Linked DNA regions of Pan troglodytes: regions 1 and 3 are each linked to region 2. The links are chromatin contacts, called in public Hi-C maps. All regions are on one chromosome and are shown on one strand. Each heading gives the region's core, a stretch centred on a gene start, on an enhancer-like site or on the middle of the called end of the contact. The rest is flanking DNA. Distances are from core to core; before and after follow the strand shown. Region 1 has its middle 520 kb from the start of IRS2. Region 2 overlaps MYO16 (myosin XVI). Region 3 overlaps MYO16 (myosin XVI).

What was found. Hi-C and Micro-C count contacts between places; a contact is called where the count stands out from the background.
Region 1: a contact with region 2 is called in a Hi-C map of stem cell-derived neural progenitor cells, with 4 times the contacts expected there. The contact joins two enhancer-like sites. A contact is called at or near these places in 1 of 7 Hi-C or Micro-C datasets (stem cell-derived neural progenitor cells) and 1 of 1 other capture datasets (stem cell-derived neural stem cells).
Region 3: a contact with region 2 is called in a Hi-C map of stem cell-derived neural progenitor cells, with 4 times the contacts expected there. The contact joins two enhancer-like sites. A contact is called at or near these places in 2 of 7 Hi-C or Micro-C datasets (induced pluripotent stem cells and stem cell-derived neural progenitor cells) and 1 of 1 other capture datasets (stem cell-derived neural stem cells).

What each region holds. Positions count from the first base shown.
Region 1 is chr14:114,877,324-114,880,023 of NHGRI_mPanTro3-v2.0_pri, forward strand. No RefSeq gene overlaps it. Among named protein-coding and RNA genes, the nearest start is that of IRS2, 520 kb to the right of the region's middle. Within about 2 kb of position 1,313, at least 7 of the 24 cell types and tissues checked have an H3K27ac peak or open chromatin away from gene starts, as enhancers often do. A contact at or near this core is called in stem cell-derived neural progenitor cells, where this site is marked.
Region 2 is chr14:114,748,616-114,751,315 of NHGRI_mPanTro3-v2.0_pri, forward strand. The region is part of intron 32 of MYO16 (myosin XVI); the gene reads left to right. Among named protein-coding and RNA genes, the nearest start is that of IRS2, 650 kb to the right of the region's middle. Within about 2 kb of position 1,371, at least 1 of the 24 cell types and tissues checked has an H3K27ac peak or open chromatin away from gene starts, as enhancers often do. A contact at or near this core is called in stem cell-derived neural progenitor cells, where this site is marked.
Region 3 is chr14:114,560,689-114,563,388 of NHGRI_mPanTro3-v2.0_pri, forward strand. MYO16 (myosin XVI) reads left to right here. Exons shown (of 35, transcript XM_054665553.2): 17 at 1,133-1,244. Among named protein-coding and RNA genes, the nearest start is that of MYO16, 460 kb to the left of the region's middle. Within about 2 kb of position 1,388, at least 5 of the 24 cell types and tissues checked have an H3K27ac peak or open chromatin away from gene starts, as enhancers often do. A contact at or near this core is called in stem cell-derived neural progenitor cells, where this site is marked.

The DNA of each region.
Region 1 (2,700 bases), core at 63-2,562, 130 kb after region 2:
GACAAATTTGATTTTCCAGAACTTTAAAGCTGAGGCTAGACACTAACCACAGTGACTTTATCTATGTAGTAGCACACTCTACAGCTGGGATGTCTGGATAACAAGTTCCCCAGATTGCAGCCTCCCTCCAGCACCAAGTAGGATGACGAGTCTGTTTGGTTTCATTTTAGCTATGTAGATTTGCCAAATTTTGTCACCTCTGGACTTCAGTTTTCTCATATGTAAAATGATGCATGGGCCTGAATGTTTTCAGAGAACCTTCAATCTCTGTGAGTCTCTTCACTGAAAAAATTGTTGACTTTCTGATTTTTATTGTTCTGTTTTTCTTTTCAATGTCAAAAAAGCACTATGGTAAAAGTCTTTCAGTAAAACTTGAACCTTGGGGCTTGTTCCTGAGTTTGACATGTTAAACAAATGAAAGAACTGTTTTCAACTGATTAGTCATATCCTTCTTCAATTCCTATGGGAATATGGGTTAGTTGTGCATGAGAAAGTCATCCGACTTTGGCATGAAGATGTCTTTCAGGTAGGTAGGCCACCTGTGATGAAGTGAATCATTGAAGAAAATCTATTTTCTTGTGGCATAAATACAAGCCTGAAGATTACACATAAGCTGTCATACACATACCTCCTAAATGCAATTCCTCAGAAGTGACATGCTATCATCATTCACATTAATGTCTATTTGTGCAACTACATTGTTTAAAATAATCAACCAATTCATCACAATAGATATTTGGGAGGAGTGAGGGAGCTTTCTCTGTACTAATGAAAGAAATGACATTTCTGTTTACCATTTGTCAGTTTTAAGTAGTTAATAAATATCTGAAATGATTCTCATATTTTGATATGGTATTCACTTGTAAGGATATGCAATTTTTAAGAGTTATGGTGAGAATGTTTCTTCCATAACATTCAGCTTTGAAAAGTTTTAGGAAACTATTCATTATGTCTCAAAAGTTAAATGCACGACAAATGAAATGCCTCTTATTGGTTGCAGTTTTCTAAATGTAAGTAATGCCTATTACTTTGATATTTAACTCAAATATCTTAACAATAATTGAAAGCTTTTGAGTGCTACAGGTTGATAATAAGCCTGAAAGTATAGAATAATCATCTGTATGTTAAAATTTTTATTCTTAAAGCCAACAAAACAAAGTAAGAATTATGTCAGTGTTTCTAACTGTCCTACCCAGATCTAGCTCCTGATTGATAATTGTCAATAGAGTCAAACACGCCTTCCTAAGGCCAGCTCCACTTCTCCAAAGCAAGCTCCTGTCACTTTGCCACCCAGAAACCACACTGGAAACTGGAATCTAAAGAATGTGTTTGCATTATCAAAGAACTCTCCCTCTCCTAAAGGGTCCACCCTGGGATTCCATTCTAGTGACTTTACAAAATGCTTCTAATTACTCCTTAGTTAGTTCCCATAATCCGCTTAAGGACTTGTTTACTTGTTAACAGACAGGGTAGGAATTTAGCCTTAGCAGTCTGTGTCAGTGCAACATCATAAATAAGATAAACATTATCTGAAGTGATCACAATGTTCTTGAACATCTGAGCCGGACAGAATCAAACCTGCGTCATCTTCCTTCTGATTTTCCAAATGAGCACACAGGAGAGGCCACTCTAAAGTCACCCTGGGAATGTGTCTGCCTCCAGCCCCATTCACGGCCCCTGGCACTGGCTTGTCATTAGATGGTGTTCAATGAATGCTTGTGGAATTGAATTAACACAACGTAGATTTACACCCTTTCCTGTCAAATAGCTAGTTCTAAAAAATACAGACCTGCGCTTCAGCCGTGCAATGCCTTTTAAGATGGTTCATACTCTGATGCAGAGGAAGATGTCTCTTGCCATTACAGAACCACACCGAGAAAGATCAAACAAAATCACACCAAGAAAATTCATGTGCAGGTCATCTCATTTGCAATTATTGCAGCATGCACCAAGTCCAACACATTTCACCCACACTTTATTAGCAAAAAAGAAAACACCTGAGGGTCAGCGTCTTCTCTAGGTCCTGGCACAGGACTACCTGAGCCATGGAGATGTTCAGTGGGTTGTGTAAATGACCTTCCTTTCATGGAGACGAATGGGCACATGGCGTCTAAAAGCCATTCTGTAAGACATATTCCAAAAATAATTGTTTCAGTACCTTTTCAGACTGTGCATTTAAAAAAAAAAAAAAAAAAAGCCCTTAGCCTCTAGGTCACATGTACCAAACAGTAGTTCATTACGATGCAATACGGCCCCGCCACACTTACTAATTTTATACCAAGAGGATGAAATGATGTTGTCTAGGGAACAGGATAAGAGGAAAGGGGTTTAGGAACTCAGAATTTTATTCTGGCTCTGATGCTAATTTTCCTGTGACCTCAGCCAAGTCCTATAAATTGTTACTATCTGCAAAGTGAAGATAATGGACAAGTCTCACAGGATAGTTGTGGAGATTAATTAGGCAGCTCATTTGAGATTCAAAGTGCTGTGAGCCCACAAGAAAAGTCCTGGGGAAGAACAAAGGCGGGGCCCACGCTTCGTTTCAGCAGGCCGGGGACCACACCAAAGGCACTTCAGGGATGCATTTGGTGGCACCCCGGTATTTGTTAATTTACTGGTATTAGGAAGTCATTATGGTTACCAGGGGTTAATGGAAAGATTGAACTTGCTAAAATGGGCCATAGAGGCGTAAATCGAGGG
Region 2 (2,700 bases), core at 121-2,620:
GGCCATTCTTTTAGAATGTAGGAGAGGTTAAACATAAGCTATGGAAGGAAAAGCATTCAGTGCTGGTGCTCAACACTGGGGCTGGTTATATGACTATTAAAGTTTACGCAGTTTGATCCTGAGGTTAGTAATCCATTTTCTTCTGAATGAATTCAATGACTTTTATGGAATTTATTTCAAGTTTTAAATCTTTTACTTTACCTTCTTTATGCTTAAAGACATTTTTATTTTCACCATGAAATAGCTTTCTTACCAAATAATACAGTGTGTGGCTAATTTACCCTTCAGGGTTCTTAAATTAACTAAAGTTCATTTTTTGTTCAATTTTCATAGGAGAAAATATTGCACAAATTTTGCAGAAGGGTTCAAAATGTTCTCCTTGGCTGTTTGGAACAGTGACATCGAGGAGATTAAACTGCTCAGTAATTCACTACTTTAGTTATTTCTGGTTGAAATAAAATGTGCTATAATGTACAGTGAGTTGTGTATAGGAAGCAAGGTTGTTTCTTGCGTAATTCTACTCCATTACTATTCCATAGCCTTATATGTAGGATTTCACAAATTCTATGTTGCCCAAACCAGTTCATTTTCTATAGATTCTTGGATATGCAGTTTGAAGTATACAAAACCATGCAGATTCTAAGAGTGGTGGACACACATATAAGAAAGATATGATTGTGCAGATGATGGATGTGACTGCAGTCTGAGAAGAAATATTTGCAGCAAGGAATTGTAGTGCTTACTGTGCCAGGCATTGTCTGAATCATCTAATTCTCACAACACTATAAGGCATCTGCTCCACTTATCTCCATTTTACAGGTGGAAAAACTGGGGCACAGGGAGATTAATCTACTTGCTCAAAGCTGCTGTGCTCGTGCGGGACAGAGAATGACTTGAGTGCAGTAACTCTGTCTCTAGAGTCTCTTCCCCTAGCTACCTATGCAATGCTGCTCAGACAGCAAGAGAAAAAGAGACAGAAAAAAAAAAAGTCTTTTAAAATTAATATTTGTTCACTGAGGGGCAACGAGAAATAGTCATAAGAGTTTAGTTGAAGAGAATTTTCCCATAAACTCAAGAATGCCAAATGAACTTTATACTGATGATGGGTATGTATAATTCTGGGATACAGTGTCTAGGCTACTTGGCCCTTAAAATTAATATTGACTAAATGTTTAATTGTCTATTCCATTCTAGACATAAAGATCCCATTAATTCACAACATTTTTTTCCATCTCATGTGATGATGTGGCTAATGTTATTATGCTAATTATTTCTAGTTGCTTGGTTTCAAAAACTATGAGACCCGATTCAAATGGTGAATGAGAGTCCTTGGCTCCTTTTGGCCACTAGGGTGCTCCATTGCTCTGAATGGCATCTCAGCGTCTGGTTGAGTTTATCCAGAATAAAGTGAAATCACATGAGCATGTTATTCTCTACTCACTGAAAAAGATCAGGAAGACAGGGTCTTGACAAAAATGCAGTACATCTCAGAAATCTGGAGAAGAAAGTGGAAGACAGCCAGGCCAAATTAACGAAAATCAGACTCAAAATATTTTTTAAAAATTCAGTTTTATTACATTCTGATACAGTGCATCCTTAGCTTATAAGTTATAAACAGGTACTAAAAATGATGTCAACAAAAAAGCTGTAATGTACAGTATTTCTTTGCATATAGTAGGTGGCTATTAAATAGTTGTTTGAGGTAAAATTTACCTATAAAAGAGCAGTTTGACATACAAATCTATTTGATAGAACTAGCTCTTGTGGCATTTTTACTTAATAAGGATCACATAAGCTAAATGGAAGTCACTATTAATTTCAAATATTTTATTTGATTACATAAATATTCTGAATAAGAACATTATGAGTTTGGAGTGAGAGTATTTTATAAACAATTTTTTTACAATATACTTTTATTCCATAGGGCCATTTGTTTACAAAATAATTGTTTTTCAAGTTTTCCTTATGGAAAATTTCAAACATAGACAAAAGTATAAAGAGTAGATTAATGAACCTTCTCTGTGGCCCATCCTATTTCATCTCTACTCCTGCCCATTTCCCTCCTCTGGCACTGGATCATTTTTAAGTGCATCCCAATGTCAAATCAGCCAGGCATGGTGGTTCATGCCTATAATCCAAGCCCTTTGGGAGGTTGAGGTGGAAGGATCGCTTGAGCCCAGGTGTTCAGGACTAGCCCTGGCAAAGTAGCTAACCAGGCCTTGTCTCTACAAAAAAAAAATAATGATAATAAAATAGCCAGGCATGGTGGCATGCGCCTGCGGTCCCAGCTACTAGAGAGGCTGAGGTGGGCAGATCGCTTGAGCCTGGGAGGTGGAGGCTACAGTGGCCGTGGTTGCTCCACTACACTCCAGGTTAGACCACAGAGCAATACACTGCCCAGAAAGAAAGAAAGAAGAGAGAAAGAAAGAAAGAGAAAGAGAAAAAGAGAAAGAAAAAAAGAAAGAGAAAAAAGAAAACCAATGTCAAACCATTTAAATAATATATATTTAAATATTTATAAATATTTTATCATAGATGTTCTTTAGGAAGAAAAAAACATTTATTCTTAAGGCAGTTTAATAAGTATTCAAACCAATCAATCCATTTCAGTCTTCACGAGCATGAAGCTGCTATTCATGACAAAAGCCTGATTCTCGAAGCCAGGGCGTCATTTTTCACGACATAAACAAAATAATTCTT
Region 3 (2,700 bases), core at 138-2,637, 190 kb before region 2:
GGCTACTTCTCCAATCTCATCAATCTTTGCTCATCTCGCTGTAGGCTCCAATTTTGCACACATGGATATATTTTCCCTGTATGCATCATGCTTGACCAATTCTTTCTGCTTTGTACATGTTCTAATTATTCCAGGGATAACCTGAAAGCCTGGGAGTTGCTTGGCAAATTCTTGGAATCATAGCCTGCTTTTCCCCACTGTGTTTCCTCATTGCCTACTTCTGGTTGCAGCCCCTTCCTGCACACTTATACCTAGAGTCTATCTCTCTGATTCTACCTCCCTTATCTGTGCCCCTGGATAGTTTATTTTGCTGTTGTTGAGTCCTTTTCCTTCACATTCTCAGCTGCTTGGTATTGCCTGTATTAGATAGGTGATTCGTACATGTTTGTTGAGGGAAAGGAGTAAATCAATGGCATAAACAACCATCTCATTATTGAAAAATACCAACAAGGAAAAATAATAACTTACTATAAATTAGGCATCTTTAGTTCAAATATTAATTACAAACCATATGATAGAACCTGTTGAATTTTTGTATGAAATTCATGAGTCACGGCCAGGTGCGGTGGCTCACGCCTGTAATCCCAGCACTTTGGGAGGCTGAGGTGGGTGGATCACAAGGTCAGGAGTTTGAGACCAGCCTGAACAACATGGTGAAACCCCGTCTCTACTAAAAATACAAAAATTAGCCGGGCGTGGTGGCACGCACCTGTAATCCCAGCTACTCAAGAGGTTGAGGCAGGAGAAACGCTTGAACCTGGGAGGTGGAGGTTGCAGTGAGCCAAGACTGTGCACTGTGCTCCAGCCTGGGTGACAAGAGTGAAACTCCATCTCAAAAAAAAAAAAAAAATACATGAATCACTTGTGACCTTCTCCTGTCACAAGGAAAGGTGCAGCTAAGACGAAAACCGAGTAAAGCAATGTAAATATGTCCTGGTACAACAAGAACTAATGTTTTCCTTTCCTGAGATATCATGTGCTGTGATGCACCAAATGCTTTGAAAACACGTGGGGACACCATGTCCAGGTGATTCCCATCATTTTAGAGATCAAATACGGCAGAAGTGACCTTTAACCACAGAAGTCTGACCGGAAGCCAGGCGATAACGTTACGCGCCTTGTCTCCTAACAGGTATTTGAACCAGACCATACAGGACGATGCATCCACAGGGGAGCGTTCTCTGAACAGGGAGAAATTGGCTGTTTTGAAACAAGCCCTGAATGTAGTTGGCTTCAGCAGCTTGGTGAGTCATGTCCTAAATATTTCACTGAGAAAATCAACCTTCTACTGATTTATAAAAGTTATGCATTCAAAAGCATTTACTGAGCCCCTATGACGTTCCAGATGTTGCCGAGGACACTGATGATTCCGCAGACAACAAGCCCCAATCCCTGCCTCCTAGAGCTGACGTGCTAGTGGGGGCAGGGGGCAGGACTTAATCCACATGTTGAGGGAGAAAGGAACTAGGAAGAAAACAGAGCAGTCAGCAGAGAGTGGCAAGAGGAGAGGGTGCAGTTTCCAAGAGGGTGGACAAGGAGCCCTTTCCCAAAATGAATATAATATATACATTATATATATTTTTACATATATATTTATAATATATCATTTAAAAATATTTAAAATATATTTTAATAGATCATAAACTTTATAAATTATATTTATAAAATATAATTTAATATATTTAAATATATATAATATTCAACATATATATTTTATATATGTATCCAAAACAGATCAAATAACTTTATACTTGATCAACCCATGAAAAAACTGGTAAACCTGAAGTAACTGTTCATGTTAAGAATCACTTGAAAATTAACATAATCACCTTGTTAAAACATCTTCTGGAACAATATAAATGTTTTAATATTGTCATATTTAATGGCACAGAATGGCCAAGTACCTGCAAGCATTACGAAGCTGAAAAATTACACTTTAAAACTTTTAGATCATGGCCGTGCCGTAGAAACATCTATGATGATGGAAAAGTTAGTGACCTGCACTGTGCTGTACCACAGGGTAGTTTCCCACCACGTGTGGCTCCTGGATGCTTGAAGTGTGGCTAGTGGGCTGAAGAAATAAATGTTTAATATTTCTTTATTTTAATTAATGTAAATTGACATAGCCATGTGTGGTTAGTGGTTGCTGAATCAAACAGCACCCAGCCAGTGAATAAGACATAAGAAATGGTCTAAGACTTGAGAGAAACCTCTCAGAATTCCCTTCAATCTCTATTTCCCAGAGGCATTATCTCTGCCTCCATTCAACATGGTGGTGTTTTGGATTATGGTCAATTTACGGCCAATTCCTCAAGAATATTTAATATAATATCACAGGGATAACTTGGACATGCCACTAGTTCACAAGCCCAGATTAGGTCACAGATTTAAATCTCTTCTTTTTATTTTTCTGAAGCCAATACATGGATGGATTTGGGTCTGTGTTTATTTCCCTGCCCACACCGTTATGGCTGACGGGGCAGTGAGTAGGTGGGGAGGGTGGAGAGGTCCACAGGAAGAAGGGGAAGGAAGTGAGGCCCACCCTAAATGAGTGAATGCAGGGGCACCTTGCTGCACCCACCCTTGCTGTGTTGAGAGACTAGAACTCGAGGAGCCTGCAATCACATGGCATCTCATTCTTTTTGGCTCTGATTACCCGGCCTCTGTTTTTCTCCTCTACTGAGTCCTACCCACTGGCAC